Regions from separate parts of the Zea mays genome. Here all the other regions are linked to region 2. Evidence: chromatin contacts called from public Hi-C data. All regions are on one chromosome and are shown on one strand. The core of a region is the stretch at or near the end of the contact, and the rest is flanking DNA. Distances in the headings are between cores, read along the strand shown. Region 1 holds the start of LOC100191251. Region 2 holds the start of LOC103631933. Region 3 holds the start of LOC100285805.

Region 1 (4,831 bases), core at 1,380-3,879, 410 kb before region 2:
TTGCTCGGCAGGTTGAGAAGGAGTTTAGAGAATCTGCTCCCTTGGACACCCTCTGTGTATATGGAGGTGTTCCTATCAATCAGCAAATGAGAGCTCTTAACTATGGTGTTGACATAGTGGTCGGAACACCAGGTCGAGTTATTGACCTTCTGAGAAGGGGTGTTTTAAACCTTTCACAGATCCAGTTTGTGGTCCTAGATGAAGCTGATCAAATGCTGGCTGTGGGTTTCGATGAAGATGTTGAGGTGATCATGGAGCAATTGCCACAGAATCGTCAAAGCATGCTGTTCTCTGCAACAATGCCTAGTTGGATAAGAAAAATTTCGAACAAGTACTTAAAGGATCCAGTTATAATTGACCTTGTGAGTGACTTCTTTTATTATTTGCGTGTGATTTTTGTCTTACTTTCTCTAGCTTGTCTTGTGACAATCGTGCATTCTTTTGTATGCATGTATATATGAAGTCCTGCATTGAATAGATCTTCCTGGGTCTAGAAACATTGCTGAAGCATCTGATGAACACCAACACTTTCATTTATAAAAAGTATACCAAATCAGCACCTGGACATTATCTGGATTTCTTCTCAGCACAGCAATGGTACATTTTAAGGGGGCATTCCCTGACATTTGCTTCCCTTCTTTCTCAGGTTGGTGACTCAGATCAGAAATTACCTGAAGGAATCTCTCTCTATTCCATTGCCTCTGATAACTTCGGGAAGCCTTCAATTATTGGTCCCTTGATTAAAGTGAGTATCCCTCCTAAATGCACATGTGTTTTATGATTTACATGCCAAAAAACAGTACATAACCATTTCCCCACTCATGTCATTAGGAGCATGCCAATGGTGGAAAATGCATTGTGTTTACTCAAACTAAACGGGAAGCAGATAGATTGGCATATGTCATGGGAAGGAGTTATCAGTGCCAGGCACTGCATGGGGATATTTCACAGAATCAAAGAGAGAGGACACTTTCAGGATTTCGTGATGGTCGTTTTAATATCCTTGTGGCAACTGATGTCGCAGCTCGTGGATTGGACATACCCAACGTTGATCTAGTGAGTGACCTGGGGTATACTATGTGCAAATATTTATCACAAACTTTTTTTGTCGTCCAGAAAATATGTCTGCTGACTCTTTTTGTGAGCATAGTTTTGAGTTTCCCCCCTTATATATTCAGGTGGTACATTATGAGATCCCAAATACATCGGAGTTATTTGTTCACAGATCTGGGAGAACTGCACGAGCAGGGAAGAAAGGCAGTGCAATTCTAATATACACGTATGAACAGACTAGAGCTGTAAGGGTCATCGAGCAAGATATAGGATGCAGGTTCACAGAGGTAGAGTACTTCAGGAACCAAGCTATCGAATCCTCATGAAGTTGTTTTTGTAGTTGAGATGAAATGTGGAAAACTTATCCACTTCCTTTTTTTTGCCGCTTGCAGCTTCCGAAGATGCCAGTTTCAGACGAGGCTGCAGACATGTTTAATGTCATGAGAGATACTCGCTCTAGATCAGTTGGAAGCAGAAGAACAGGTGGACCTTTTAGCCGTGAAGGTTATGGTGACTTTGAAGACCATCGTTCCAGAGGCTTCGGTGATTTTGAGAGATTTGGTGGTTCCTCTGACCGCGGCGGTGGATTCCGTGACTCAGGTTCAAGGTACCACGGTGGATCTGGAGGTTTCAGACGATCTTCCAGTGACTTTGGCAGGCCTAGCTTCAGTCGTTCTGATAGATTTGGCGACTTTGGAGACAGTGATTTCAGCAGACGTGGTAACGCTGACTTTGGGCGTTCCCGGAGCTCTGATGATTCAGGCTCCTCACGTTATCCAAGAGGCTATGGTGGTTCTGGCACGTCAGATTCCGGCAACTTCGGTGGCTTCAAGGGTTCCAAGTGATGAATCGGATAGGGTTTTCTTGTACAGTTCTGAACCTTTTCTAACACCTGTTGTATGTTCCTTCCCTGACCAAACCAGTAGCACTTGATTCACCCGTTGTTTCACGAGTAGTTTGGTGTTGTAGGCCTGTAGGGTTCTTTCAGAACTTCTGCACTTCTGATACAAGGTTGTTTCAGAACCTGCATCACTGTATGCTCTGATTCTGTTCTCTTTAAGGGTTGATTTGGTGACAAGGAGATCCTGAGAGGATTGGAGGGGATTGAGGGGGAAATAAACTAATTTCCTCCTCAATTCCCTCCGATCCTCCCAGAATCCCGGGTCACCAAATCAGCCCTAATAATCCTACGAAAGGATGGCTTTTGGTTTCTGTTCATGTACATGGAAATATTTGCAATTTCGCCACTCCCAACTGTTGACACTTTGCTATTTTGCTATCTCTGTCTATGATTTGTGGGTCCATGTCTATGATTTATGGACCGGTGTCAAATTAGCAAAGACCACTGCCGATGGTGTATTGCTTGTAGATCTGTTCCATGATCTCAACTGTCACAGAACACAGAACTTCTGCGATATATGATTGATTTTCCTAAAAGAATGAATTTGTTCTCCATCTATTCATCTAACATGGAAATGTTCTGTTTCAGGTTAAATCTTAAATCCTCCCGGGGAGCCTGGAGGCCAGATATTTTTACCAACGACCACAAGCGCAGATGGGCTAGCCCAAAATCGTCCAGGGCCCAAGAAAACGAACAAAAGTGCACGGGCTTCCTCTTTCCTGCCAGGAGAGGCACCCACGACGGCGACGCATTGGATTGGCTTGGGACAGAACGAGCGACGGCGAGGAGACGGCGATAAGATTTGCTACACCTCGGACTGTAGCTGGGAGACTGCACGAACGGCGGCGTCCACGAGTCACGAGGAGCCCAGAGGCTTCTTCACAGCAGCAGCGGCAGGTCCGCTGATGCCAGACTCCCCCCAGCTCCACCAACCGCCTCCCCCTCCCGCGCCGCCGCCGGCCAGCGCAACACCAGCCGCGCCAGCGGCAGCAAATGCGCAACCCAAGCTGGTACTCCGCTGCCGCCCACCATTGCTTCTTCTATTCTCCTTTTCCGCGGGGGAAAAAAAAGTCGGATCTTTGATGAGGCTTTTGCTGCTGCTTGCATTGTTCCTTTTGTCCAGACTGCCGTGAAGCTGAGGATGATCATCAAGGGCGTGCTCGGGCGGTACCAGCGCTGGAACCCCGTGCACCCGACGGCCGGCACCTTCTGGGGTGTGGGGCTCGGCGTCGGCTGTGGCGTCGGCTGGGGCCCCGGCTTCGGGCCTGAGGTGATTGGGTACGTAGGCGCCGGGTGCGGCGTGGGGTTCAGCGTTGGGTTCACGCTCGCCGGCGTCGGCATCGGCCTGCCGCAGCACAGCCTCATCAGGAACCACGACCACGGTGGTAATTAGTCATGCTCTGTTATTGCGTCCCCTTCAATAAATAATCCATGTGCACCACGGTTGGTATTGGTGTACTAATTCTTGGATCCAGTGTGAGTTTCAGTTAGTGTAGTGCAGTAGTGCTTTTATTATCTCTACCTGATTGTTGTGAGAAATAGAATGGAAATATTTGGGCAAGTAGCAATCAATTAATTGGTGATTTGGTGGAAACAAATGTCTGTAGTTGGATATTCAGTCAACCATGCTTCACCTGTCCTTGCCAGTGTTAGTTGGTGCACATGATTTAGCAACCTGACAGTATGCTATCATTACTGATGCACAATTAGCAGGCCTCACCGCCTCAGTGCAGGCCCGATTATTTGTTGCTATTCCCGACCTTTGTGTACAAGCATCTGACACATGAATGACGGACAGATCTGCCTTCTGAATTTCACCTACAGGTTTTGCGAGCAGCGTCCCTGTTGATTCAGCGAGATTCTACGCCCTAACCATCATCAGAGGTCTGGTATGGGACGCCATCAGCTACGTGGGCAATGCAGCGGCTATGAGGAAAGAATCTCGACAGAAGCTTCCGAGGTTCCAGGACAGCCCTCAGGTTCCAGGAGGAGTTGATCTGCCGAAGCTGGGGAAGGGCGTGTCGAGTAGCATCCGGTCCACGGTAGAATGCATCAGGGCCTTCAAAGATCAGCGTTGGCCTCCTTAAAAGACTCGTTGGAAATCAAAGCTGGTTTCAAGTTGAATGGTACCGCCATGGGAACTTAAACATGGTGATATACAAGTTTTTGTTTTTTGTTTTGTTTTGTTTTGATATGGAAGGGGAAATTAGTTGTTCTAGCTGGAAATGTTAGTCTGCATTCTAGATATTATTTTTGTTATGTGGATGCATCTGTAAATATGACTGCTGCTCTTTTGCTCCCTCCTTATTCAAGCACTGTGAAACAGGGATTGTAGCACGAAATAGAATAGAATTCCCCTCTTAAATTAACCATGTAGCCCTACATCTGTGCTGGTCTGTGGATGCCATGGAAGTTTGAAAGCGTATAATTGAGGCATGCCTTCGGTGCAGCCGTCTTCTGATTGTTTGGACGTTTTAGCAGCTTCTGATTGTGTTTGGAGGCGAGCGAATGATGGAGATAGCTCTCAAGGATTTCGGAACTCTGAAGGCATGCATGCGTTCTGGCTCTCAAGGACCAGGAGTAGGCTGTAGGCTGCGTATGAGTGCACATGCTGACTGGTCCGTGTACAGGAGCAGGCTGCCGCAGCAAAACCAGCAAGATGGCTAGCACAGTAGGTTTGGTGCCGCATGGCCCCAGTGTCCCGTGCATTCATGGTATGGTGTGGTGTGTGGACTCTGGACTGTGGTGACATTCTTGCAAGAATGTCGACGTCGGATCACGGATGGTGGGCTGAGATTTAATATGTGCACATATGCACCGGGCATGTCATGTGCACCCAATATATGCTCCCATTTATATAACCCGGCCAACCAACTA
Region 2 (4,699 bases), core at 218-2,717:
TAATCCATAGCTCTGTAACAACTGATAGGCATTAGAAGATATGTGCACTGCATGCGACTGCTACCCTAAGCGAAGATGCTTCAACTTGTTTCTCATGGTCTTGTTTCAGACGTTCAAGTTCTAACGTAAAAAAATATTCTCTCTTCATCAATTGAACGTGCTGCAGAAGCAGCAGTTTCAGCTGCTTCTGCAGTCTCCTGTAATTTAAACGCGGTTTCATTGATGGTAGAATCACGTGCGCGAATATCCTGCAGTAATTGGTGGAGTCTTTAACTCCAAGGGTCTCCTGTTGTCCGCAGATGCATTACCATTGCCACGAAAATAGAAACAAGAAAACAATTTCAGTATGAGCAGACCACAGAGTTATCTATCATATGAGCAGTGAATGCTTTGTTATAGTTGTTAAGTTTATTATCAACATTTGCATCACAGGATTACAGATCAGTTTACAGTCAGTCACAGCAAATTCAGTATGCCAGGAAATTGGCTGGTAACTGACAGAATTCCTGTTGATTTAGCAATACTTATGCTATTTCCGCCAAAAAAAAAGTTGTCATCTATACAAAGTAGTATAGCATCTCACAGTGCAGAGATGGTTTCAGAAACTATAGGACAAACCATTTGCTGGTTTCCAGAGCAGAGCAGTCTTATGAATATCAGCAACTCTAGCATTCACTCCTCGGTTACTGAATCTTAATTCATGTACTCTTTATGTACAGGTAGTATACAGAAGAGCGTACCGTCGTTACTGTGAGATCATCTAACTGACCTTTGGCAAGTTTATTTGTAGTCGAGCCCAAAGCTGCCAATAGGGAAATCTTCACTGCGGCTTCTACCTCATTTTGCATGACCATTCTCGCTCAATGAATAATTCACGGCCTCCTTATGTACCAACTGAGTTGACAGGTAAGCAATGACCAAATGTTAACTAAGAGCAACTCCAATAGTTATGTAAATTTTAGCTCTCTAAATCACAGATTTAAGAAGTTGCTAAATGGCTTTTGGAGTAAAAAAATGTGAGTTCTCCAATAGTTCTCTAAATATAGGTTGTAATTTTGTTTTGTATTTATCCACATAAAAAATAAGTCACAAAAACTATATAATGCAGCCAACATTTTTGTTTAGGGAGTTGTTAAATGGTTGCCAAATGTAGAGAGAAAATGAGGTTAGATGACAAGTTGTTAAATTTAGAAAGTTCATTTAGAGAACTGTTGGAGAATAGTTTTCATATTAACTACCTAAATTATTGATTTAGGAAGTCTTTTAGAGAACTACTGGAGTTGCTCTAAGAGCTTGGATTCGTAGCTGCTGTTTGTGGCAGTCATTTTTAGCGATCCTAGTACGAAAGAGACAGGGAACCTGAACCAAACTGGATTGCAGGAAGGAGGGGACAAATGGGCGTCGGATCGCCAGGAGAGGGCCCTGGAGGAGGAGGTGCCCGCCCGGTGGAGGTGGATGAGAGCTGGCGCCGCGCCCGGTGCAGGCTGCTCTTCACCTCGCGCACCACCTGCTGCGGCCCGGCGGCACACGCGACGCAGGAGCGAGGAGCAGGACAAATTTCCCGGCTTTCTGTTAGATCCCAGCTCAAACGATAGGGAAAACGCGAGGGACTCGCCAGCGTCTGTTACGCGTTGTTTGTTCGTGGTGAGGGCTCGACCGATCGATCACGTTATTATGTGTGTGTATATATAGATCGATAGATCCGGCCTCACGGATGCCCCACACCGAGATTCATCCAATCCGCCGCCGCCGCCGCCGCCGAAACATGGAAGCGATCCTGATGGCCGACGACGAAGACTGGGTTTACGTCCTCTCACCTGAGGAGAGGGTGGAGGCTGTTGCTGTCGCCGTTGAGGAGACGGTGGACGAGGAAGTGGAGGCTGTTGCTGTCGCCATTGAGGAGACGGTGGACGAGGATGTGGAGGATGTTGCTGTCGCCGTTGAGGAGACAGTGGACGAGGATATGGAGGATGTTGCCGTTGAGGAGACGGTGGAGGAGGACGCGGAAGCTGTTGCCGTTGCCGACGCCGTCACCGTGACCGTCACCGCCGCCATTGCAGGAGAGGACAATCCACAGGACGCCGCCGCCGCCGAGGAGCAGGAGGAGAGCGACGAGGAGGAGGAGGAAGCGAAGGTCGGAGCGCAGCCAGCGGCGGAAGAGCTCCTGCCCAACATCGACGAGCAAGGAGAAGACGAGGAGCCGGCGGCTGCCCTCGACGACGTCTTGCCGTATCTTCTGTACCACTACTTCGGCTACCGCGGCGCGTACGGCCCCGCTACACGATCTGGGTACGGCTACTACTACTACGGCGGCGAGGCTACAGGATCTGGTTACGGCTACAGCGAGACGTACCGGTACCTGCCGGGATACGAGACGATGGTGGTGTACCAGGCGCCGCCACATGCCTTCAGCGCCAGCTTCTTGTACCCGTACGGGTACCCGGGCCCCGCGTACGTGCCGTCGGTCCGTCGCCGTCGAGCCGTCCTCGCACGCCGTGGCTCCTACGCAGCCGGAGCCCGGATCTTGGCATTAGTCATGATTTAAATTCAGTTTTTTTTAGAGTAGTAGTAGTAGTATACAACAGATAAGACTTTGCTAGGGTCGATTTGATGGATCGAATTTAAGTGTCGTTATTGTTTCGTGTGCAAACTGCGGTTAATACAAATAGATCGTGAGTTTTCACCATGCTGTTTGTGCATTCTGTCACTTGTTCCGTGTCGTCGCAGCCCTCTACTCTACTAGAGTGTACAGACCTGAGCCCAACATCATTCTTTCAATTTAATTGCTATATCAGCAGTGATATCGTATTCTCGTTCTATCATGTGCTTTACTTCCTGTATGACATTTAATTAAGTGCCCACAAAAGGGTGTTATACCCATTCCAATTTAAAGAAAAGTCACAAAAGACTTTCCATAAATCAACACGGATGATGACAACGTAAGTGATCATAGAAATATATCTAGGGCCTGTTTGGTTCGACTTTTTTCTGACCAGCTTTTCTAAAAATCTGGCTGTAGGGATAATCTGAGTATCATTACGATTACGTGTGGAGGAAGATAAAGTTATTCATAGGGCTCAGGATTTAGAAAGTGACGGATTCCTACTATTAAAACGACTCAACCGATTATGTGTTTAGATTGATTTTTTATGGTTTTTGCTCCAACGAATTTTATAAAAGCTAGCTGAAAAGCTGAGCGTTTAGCAGTCCGCAGCATCTTTTGGTGGCCAGAAGCTGCTAGAAACCAAAACAAACAGGCACCTAGTCATTTGCGATAGAATCTACTAGCATTGACGATCAAGATGTTTTTTTTTCTACAGATATCTATGATCCTAGAAATCGGGACAGCCTTGATGAAAATTCTAGGGATGTATTGTTGAAGGGACCTATAGGAGAACAAAATAGCAGATTGATAAGAAAATATTGGATGGGGTTGATATCCACCATCACTGATGATTTTATACCAAGAAATGTTAAGAATTTTTTAAGATATTGTATGAATAATTTGATGCGTTTTTAATATCATATTAGTTTTATAAAAAAAATGTGAGTAAAACTATGTTCATATAAAAGATGCCCTGATCTACAAGTCAGTCCTAGATCTTTAAAGTATCAGCTCTAGCCCTAGATGGGAGTGATCCGTTGGTGAAATAAAATTTTACATACTACAAGCATACACAGTTCGAGCTAAAAACCTCCAAAAATGTATTTTCTCATTGTTTCTGTCTGCCTTCGATGGCCCCGAGGTACTTGCGACGTGGGGATGGCAGCGCTGGGGCCACTGCCCACACCGTGCAAAAAGCTGAACGACGTCACAAACTACTGAACTGAATCCATCTGGTGAGTTTCTATTGAAGAAAATATTTCTGTCCGTTACAGGATCCTAACCAATTGTTACAGGAACCCAAAATCACCAGCACATGACCCTGTATCTAAGCTCAGTTTCCCACCCTCGGCAAAAACAGGTAGACCAGACCGCCATTCCGAGCACCCCCAGCTTCCCTCGAGCCCTGAGACTTCGGTGGCATGTAACCAAAGGCCAAACTATGTTATATACACGGTGGTGTTGGTGTGCCGCCATCCTCCTAATCCACGTTCTGGATCTCGCCCATCATTATACGGTTGCTCGCCACGTTGAACCCCAACACTGCGGCACTCACCTTCTTCCCCTTCTTCCCCTTTTTCTTCCCGCCGCCATCCAGCTCCGCGTCTATGACCGTGCCTCCTCTAGCTGCAGCAGCAGGGTTTGCCCACCCTGCACCGTCACCACGGCTGCTGGGAGCTTGGAAGGCCATGTGGATCACATCTGCTGACAGGAAGGCCTTGTAGTTGAGGAACTTGTCGATGAACTCGTGGTTGCGGTCAAGGGAACCAATGTTCTCATGGAGGAGTATTTCCGCTTCGGTAGTTGATTGCTTTATGCAGAACTCAAGGAAGCTTACATCTGAAAGGGGAAGTGTATTAGAATTAACAGAAGTAATACAAAAGATTGAATTATCCTAACTTGAAGCAAGACACAGTTATAACCATTTGTTCCAGTAAGCTTGGCCCATTCACTATCCAACCAATCTCTGAAGTCCATTGCCTCTGCATGATGACAGATGTTAGAAATTTGAACATGATGATAGTCTTTAAAGAATACGAGTAAAAAACTTTAGGTATACCAGTCTGCTTGTTTGTAGCCTCTGCTTTCCCTTTG
Region 3 (4,482 bases), core at 66-2,565, 490 kb after region 2:
TTTTATTGAACAGATACAACTCAGACTAAACCATTCAGAATATCAAATAGACTCTTGCCCATAGCAAGCGGCGATAAATAAAATGCAGAAAAGGAAAGGTCGATCTACAAATCTACAATGTGCAGCAAAAATATCATAGAACTGAACTAAATATAAAGCAAACACCTTACTGTTCATCTCTTCCAGGCTTAAAAATCCAAGAACTCTTGGATAATCATAGACCATTGTGCCAAAGTCCTTCTTGTCCATTCCCAAATCCGTATAAAACCTGACTCGTGTCTCCAACTCATCCATAGACAAGCTCAACAGCTGTGGGCATCTGCTGATCACATAACCAATCCAGTCTCTCCTGACACCAAGGCTTTCCAAATAGCCAATAATCTCTTCCAATTCTTCAAAGCTCCGGTTCAAGAAAGATCCACCGTTTGCAAGGACACGCCCCAAAAAATCTCCTTTTACATAAATTGACCTAAGCCACTTTATCATCTTTCTAACTTTCCCCAAATCGCCAGAACATGCGCAAACAACTTTTGCGATCTGGGGATATGTCATCGAGTTGTGCTTGAACCACCTGAAGTAGGCAATGTAGTAACCTCAATACTGATCAGGTAACTAGCCACAGTTTTATGATTTGCAATGTTTCTGATGGTTGAATAATCACAATTATTGTGCATACTGCATACTGAACAGACATAATTCGAAGAAATATATGGAAGAAGCAAAGTGATGGTCTTTACTTGACAAGCTCCACAAGGCCGGACTCCTGGATGTACGCCTTTGCACGGGCGTTGAAGGACATGTGGGCGAGCTCGGGGCGGTCCCGCCGCATCGCTGCGGCCTCGACAACAACGCGGTCCACGAACGGCCCCATCCGCCCCGTGAGGTTCTTGATGTAGGTCAGGCCGCCGACCTTCCCGCCGCCGAGCGCGGCAACGAGCACCTCGGCGGCGACGGCGCGGCGCACCTGGAGGGCGCGAAGCAGGACGGCGTACTCCGCCTCGTTAGAGGCAGAGGCGGTGCTTGTTGGGGAGGAGACCGAGCCCGGGAAGCGGTGCTCGCGGCGCGGCGCGAGGGAGGCGCCCTCGGCGGCGAGGAGCGCGGCGGAGGGGGGCGGAGCCGGGGGCGGGAGGACCGGGTGGGTCGCGGCGGTGGTGTTCTGGAGGCGCGATACGGCGACGAAGGAGGGAAGGCGGCGGCGGGAACGGGGGCAGGGGCGGCGGCGGGAGGTGGGACTGGGCGTGTGGAGCGGGAGGTGAAGGCGGGAGTGCGGGAGAGCGGCGGCCATTGGAGCTCTGAGTGGGAAACTGAGGTGGAGGTGGAGCGGGGGTTTACCTTCGAAGTCCTATCCATACTCTCGTATTTTGTTTTTGTTTTTTGTTTTTAAATTGACTGAAAACATCTCTGGTTTTTTTGGGCGCGTGAAAAATGTGAACATTTTAAAGGGTGTTTAGTTTCTATAAACTAATTTTTGATTTCTTCATTTTATTTTATTTTAGGCTCTAAATTATTTTATTTTATTTTAATCCCTAAATTACTAAATATAAGAACTAAAATAATTTTTTAGTTTTCGTATTTGATAATTTAGGAACTAAAATAAAATAAAATAAAATAGAGATACTAAAAATTAGTTCTTAGAAACCAAACATCCCTTAAACAGGCTCTAAACTTTGATAATTATGTGCCTTATTTAGTGGCAAGTGTCTAATCAACTTCATATTCATCATTTCAGGGTAAATCCGGTCACCCATTTAAGGTTAAGGTCTTGCTCGTTTGTGTCGGATTGGACCCGAAATCGTTCCAGCTAATCGAAGTTTATATAAATTAGAGAAGCAATCCGGTTAGGAATCGTTCCGACTCACTAATCCGGCACAAACGAACAAGGCCTAAGACCTTGTTCGATTATTCCAATTCCATATGGATTGAAGTGTATTAGAATGAGTTGAGATAGATTTTGACTTGCTATGGTTTTAAACCGACTCAATATCAGTCAATCCACATGTATTAAAGGTAAAACAAATAAGCCCTAAAGCAATAACATAATTACAACACATAGGTAATTATTTTTCCTAATAAAAGATGGCAAAAGCTTTAGTGTGATTTTTATCAAGAGGGAACTAAACCAAGTGTCCGTGAAGTGTTTTAGAAAGAAAAACCCAGACTAGAAAATCAAACAATAAGTACTAATTTGGGAACCATATTTTTCCAAAGGATTTCTATTTTCTTAAGGAAAATTAGTTCATTTTTCTTTAGAAAAATAGAAATCTAATTGGAAAAATGGAGTTCCCAAACTAACCATAAGTACGGGTGCTCCACGAATCCCAAAATTGTGAGATCTACTTGGAGCCATTTTAATAAGAGATTGCCGATGGCGGGGAAAAAGTACTTGGGGAAGTGTATGTATTTTGTAGCAAACATGATATTTCCAAGTAGTAAACGGAGGAGGCTTATATTGATCCGACTATACCAAAAAAAATGGAATTGCCAACCAGCATCATTTTCAAGTTGATTGTTTTAATGAGGCTATTGATTGGCTCCTACAAATCAATTGCTTGTATGTTACAAATTGATAAGTCTAGCTGAATTGCATCCAAGTGACTTTGATTCTAATGATCTGAGTGATCTTAACACAGAACTTTTTCTTTGCGTAGATGATGTGCAGCAAGATGATAGATTTGTCAATCTGCAAACCATTGCTGAGCTCTCCAAAAAAATGGTAAAAACAAGAAAAAAAATCTTACATATCATTTGGTTTATTGACTTTTAAAGTTAGTGCCTATATTGCCCGCTATAGTTGAGAGGGGTTTTTCATCTATGAAAATTATGAAACCACATTTGCAGAATTGTATGGGGTGGTAATAAATCACGATCCAAATATTTATTCACAATTCATTTGAGTCACTAATTAATTTAGTTCAAAAATAAATAAAAATATATTTTAATTCTAATCTGATCCTTAAATTTTATAGTATAGACTTTAGAGCACATTACTACCCATAGGGATGAGTACATGAGTAATAGTCATATTTGTTATGTGGAAAAACAAAAAACATTGGAAGTTACAAATGTTGCTATTGTTGATCGCTTTAGAAAAATAGGAAACCGCAAATGCGAAGAGGTATTGAATTATTTTCACTTTTTTATAAATACAAAGAGAGGTTTGATGTGGCATCAAGTAAGAGCAGAATGATTTGGGTCCTGGACATATATATATCATGCTCACAGGACTGAAAAATAGGACTAAAAATGGGAGGAACTCCATTTCGTTGCCCTCTTTTGCAATGGCTTTGGCAAACAGAAACGAGCATTCCATGTTACTATAGCAGGAACCACAGGAATAAGCAAAACAATGCTTATTAGACCAAGATTATTATGTTCATACATGGAACTAGACGTAGTTATCAAACATGAGCTCCACGCGTCAAGATGAAAAACAATCACGTTATCTCATTCAGTCTACAAAACAGAAGGCTGCGACATTGCGCACTCCTAGAGCACGAAGCACCAAATTTCCAAAATCATTTTTGACATCAACAGCCAACTGAAGGTTCAGTTGGGCAGCAACTACAATATCAGGGAGATTAAGCAGAAACAAAGATCAACAGTTCTACCTTACTTGGTCTCTCCCTCGTCATTAAGCATGAAGCCACTCCACAGTAGTGAGGTCTCATCTTTTGTATTGGCTGAAGTAACGATAGTCACATTGAAACCTCGGATGTGCTCAAATATCTCGAAATGGTCTTCCAATTCTGGAGAGAACTCACAGAACTCCGTTTCCATGAAGAACTTCACAGTGTTCTCCCGAATGTCGGCCCGAGAATTTAACATGGACATCACTGTCAGCATCCTCACCAAAAAGTTGTACATTGCATGCCCTCGAAGAACGGTTGGTTGCGCGAAGACAGTGCTACCGTCCTTGTCGGCCCCAATAAATGGATTGGTTCGAGAAGACTTTCTTGCTTTGGCGAAAGGGTCAATTTTTGCCTCTTTGAATCTCTGACCACTCAAAACCTCCATGGCCATTTTCCCAATTGGGATCTTGAGATCAGAGCCAGCTTTTGGTGCTAATTTGACCTCAAACAACCCTGGAACTTGCATGATATTGGCATGATTCTGTTTGAGCAACAGATCCTGACGTAGTACATCTTCGTAATGAATATGGAGCGGAAGCATCATGGCTGTTCCATTTTTCGTTGGGATATATGACCGACGTTTTGCCTTGGGTGCATGCAGTTCCAAGTTTCCCACTGCTTCGTCTGCTGCGTAATGACGAAGGCCCTGCATGTAAACACTGTAATTAGTTCAAAGAAAACATTTCCACCTTATATATGCAGGGGGGAAATTGAATTTTATGTAGGGTACTAGGGTGATAGAACTAAAATAAAATAGGAAAATGCAGATTTGTCCAATCTGAGTCGTTTGGAGAAAAGATGTATCTCAATCATAATGTGTTTTTCCAATCTGATATGATTGGAAAAGGTCAGC

Evidence for each region. Hi-C and Micro-C count contacts between places; a contact is called where the count stands out from the background.
Region 1: a contact with region 2 is called in a Hi-C map of endosperm, with 2.9 times the contacts expected there. The contact joins the promoter of LOC100191251 here to the promoter of LOC103631933 in region 2. A contact is called at or near these places in 2 of 25 Hi-C or Micro-C datasets (ear and endosperm).
Region 3: a contact with region 2 is called in a Hi-C map of ear, with 2.2 times the contacts expected there. The contact joins the promoter of LOC100285805 here to the promoter of LOC103631933 in region 2. A contact is called at or near these places in 2 of 25 Hi-C or Micro-C datasets (ear and tassel).

What each region holds. Positions count from the first base shown.
Region 1 is chr7:5,118,228-5,123,058 of Zm-B73-REFERENCE-NAM-5.0, reverse strand. It overlaps LOC100191251, which reads left to right and starts at 2,629. Exons shown (of 2, transcript NM_001136685.1): 1 at 2,629-3,339; 2 at 3,779-4,316. The coding sequence starts at 3,096. The coding sequence ends at 4,041. LOC100281387 (nucleolar RNA helicase 2) reads left to right here. Exons shown (of 7, transcript NM_001154305.2): 3 at 1-362; 4 at 647-745; 5 at 832-1,056; 6 at 1,179-1,340; 7 at 1,446-2,111. The coding sequence ends at 1,898.
Region 2 is chr7:4,709,899-4,714,597 of Zm-B73-REFERENCE-NAM-5.0, reverse strand. It overlaps LOC103631933, which reads left to right and starts at 1,467. Exons shown (of 1, transcript XM_008653778.4): 1 at 1,467-2,686. The coding sequence starts at 1,715. The coding sequence ends at 2,545. It overlaps LOC103631932 (GYF domain-containing protein), which reads right to left. Exons shown (of 10, transcript XM_008653777.3): 8 at 4,665-4,699; 9 at 4,528-4,587; 10 at 3,824-4,444. The coding sequence ends at 4,086. It also overlaps the pseudogene LOC103633672.
Region 3 is chr7:4,223,573-4,228,054 of Zm-B73-REFERENCE-NAM-5.0, reverse strand. LOC100285805 reads right to left here and starts at 1,315. Exons shown (of 6, transcript NM_001372336.1): 1 at 738-1,315; 2 at 166-571. The coding sequence starts at 1,285. LOC100272629 (60S ribosomal protein L5, mitochondrial-like) reads right to left here. Exons shown (of 2, transcript NM_001348798.1): 2 at 3,337-4,275. The coding sequence ends at 3,610.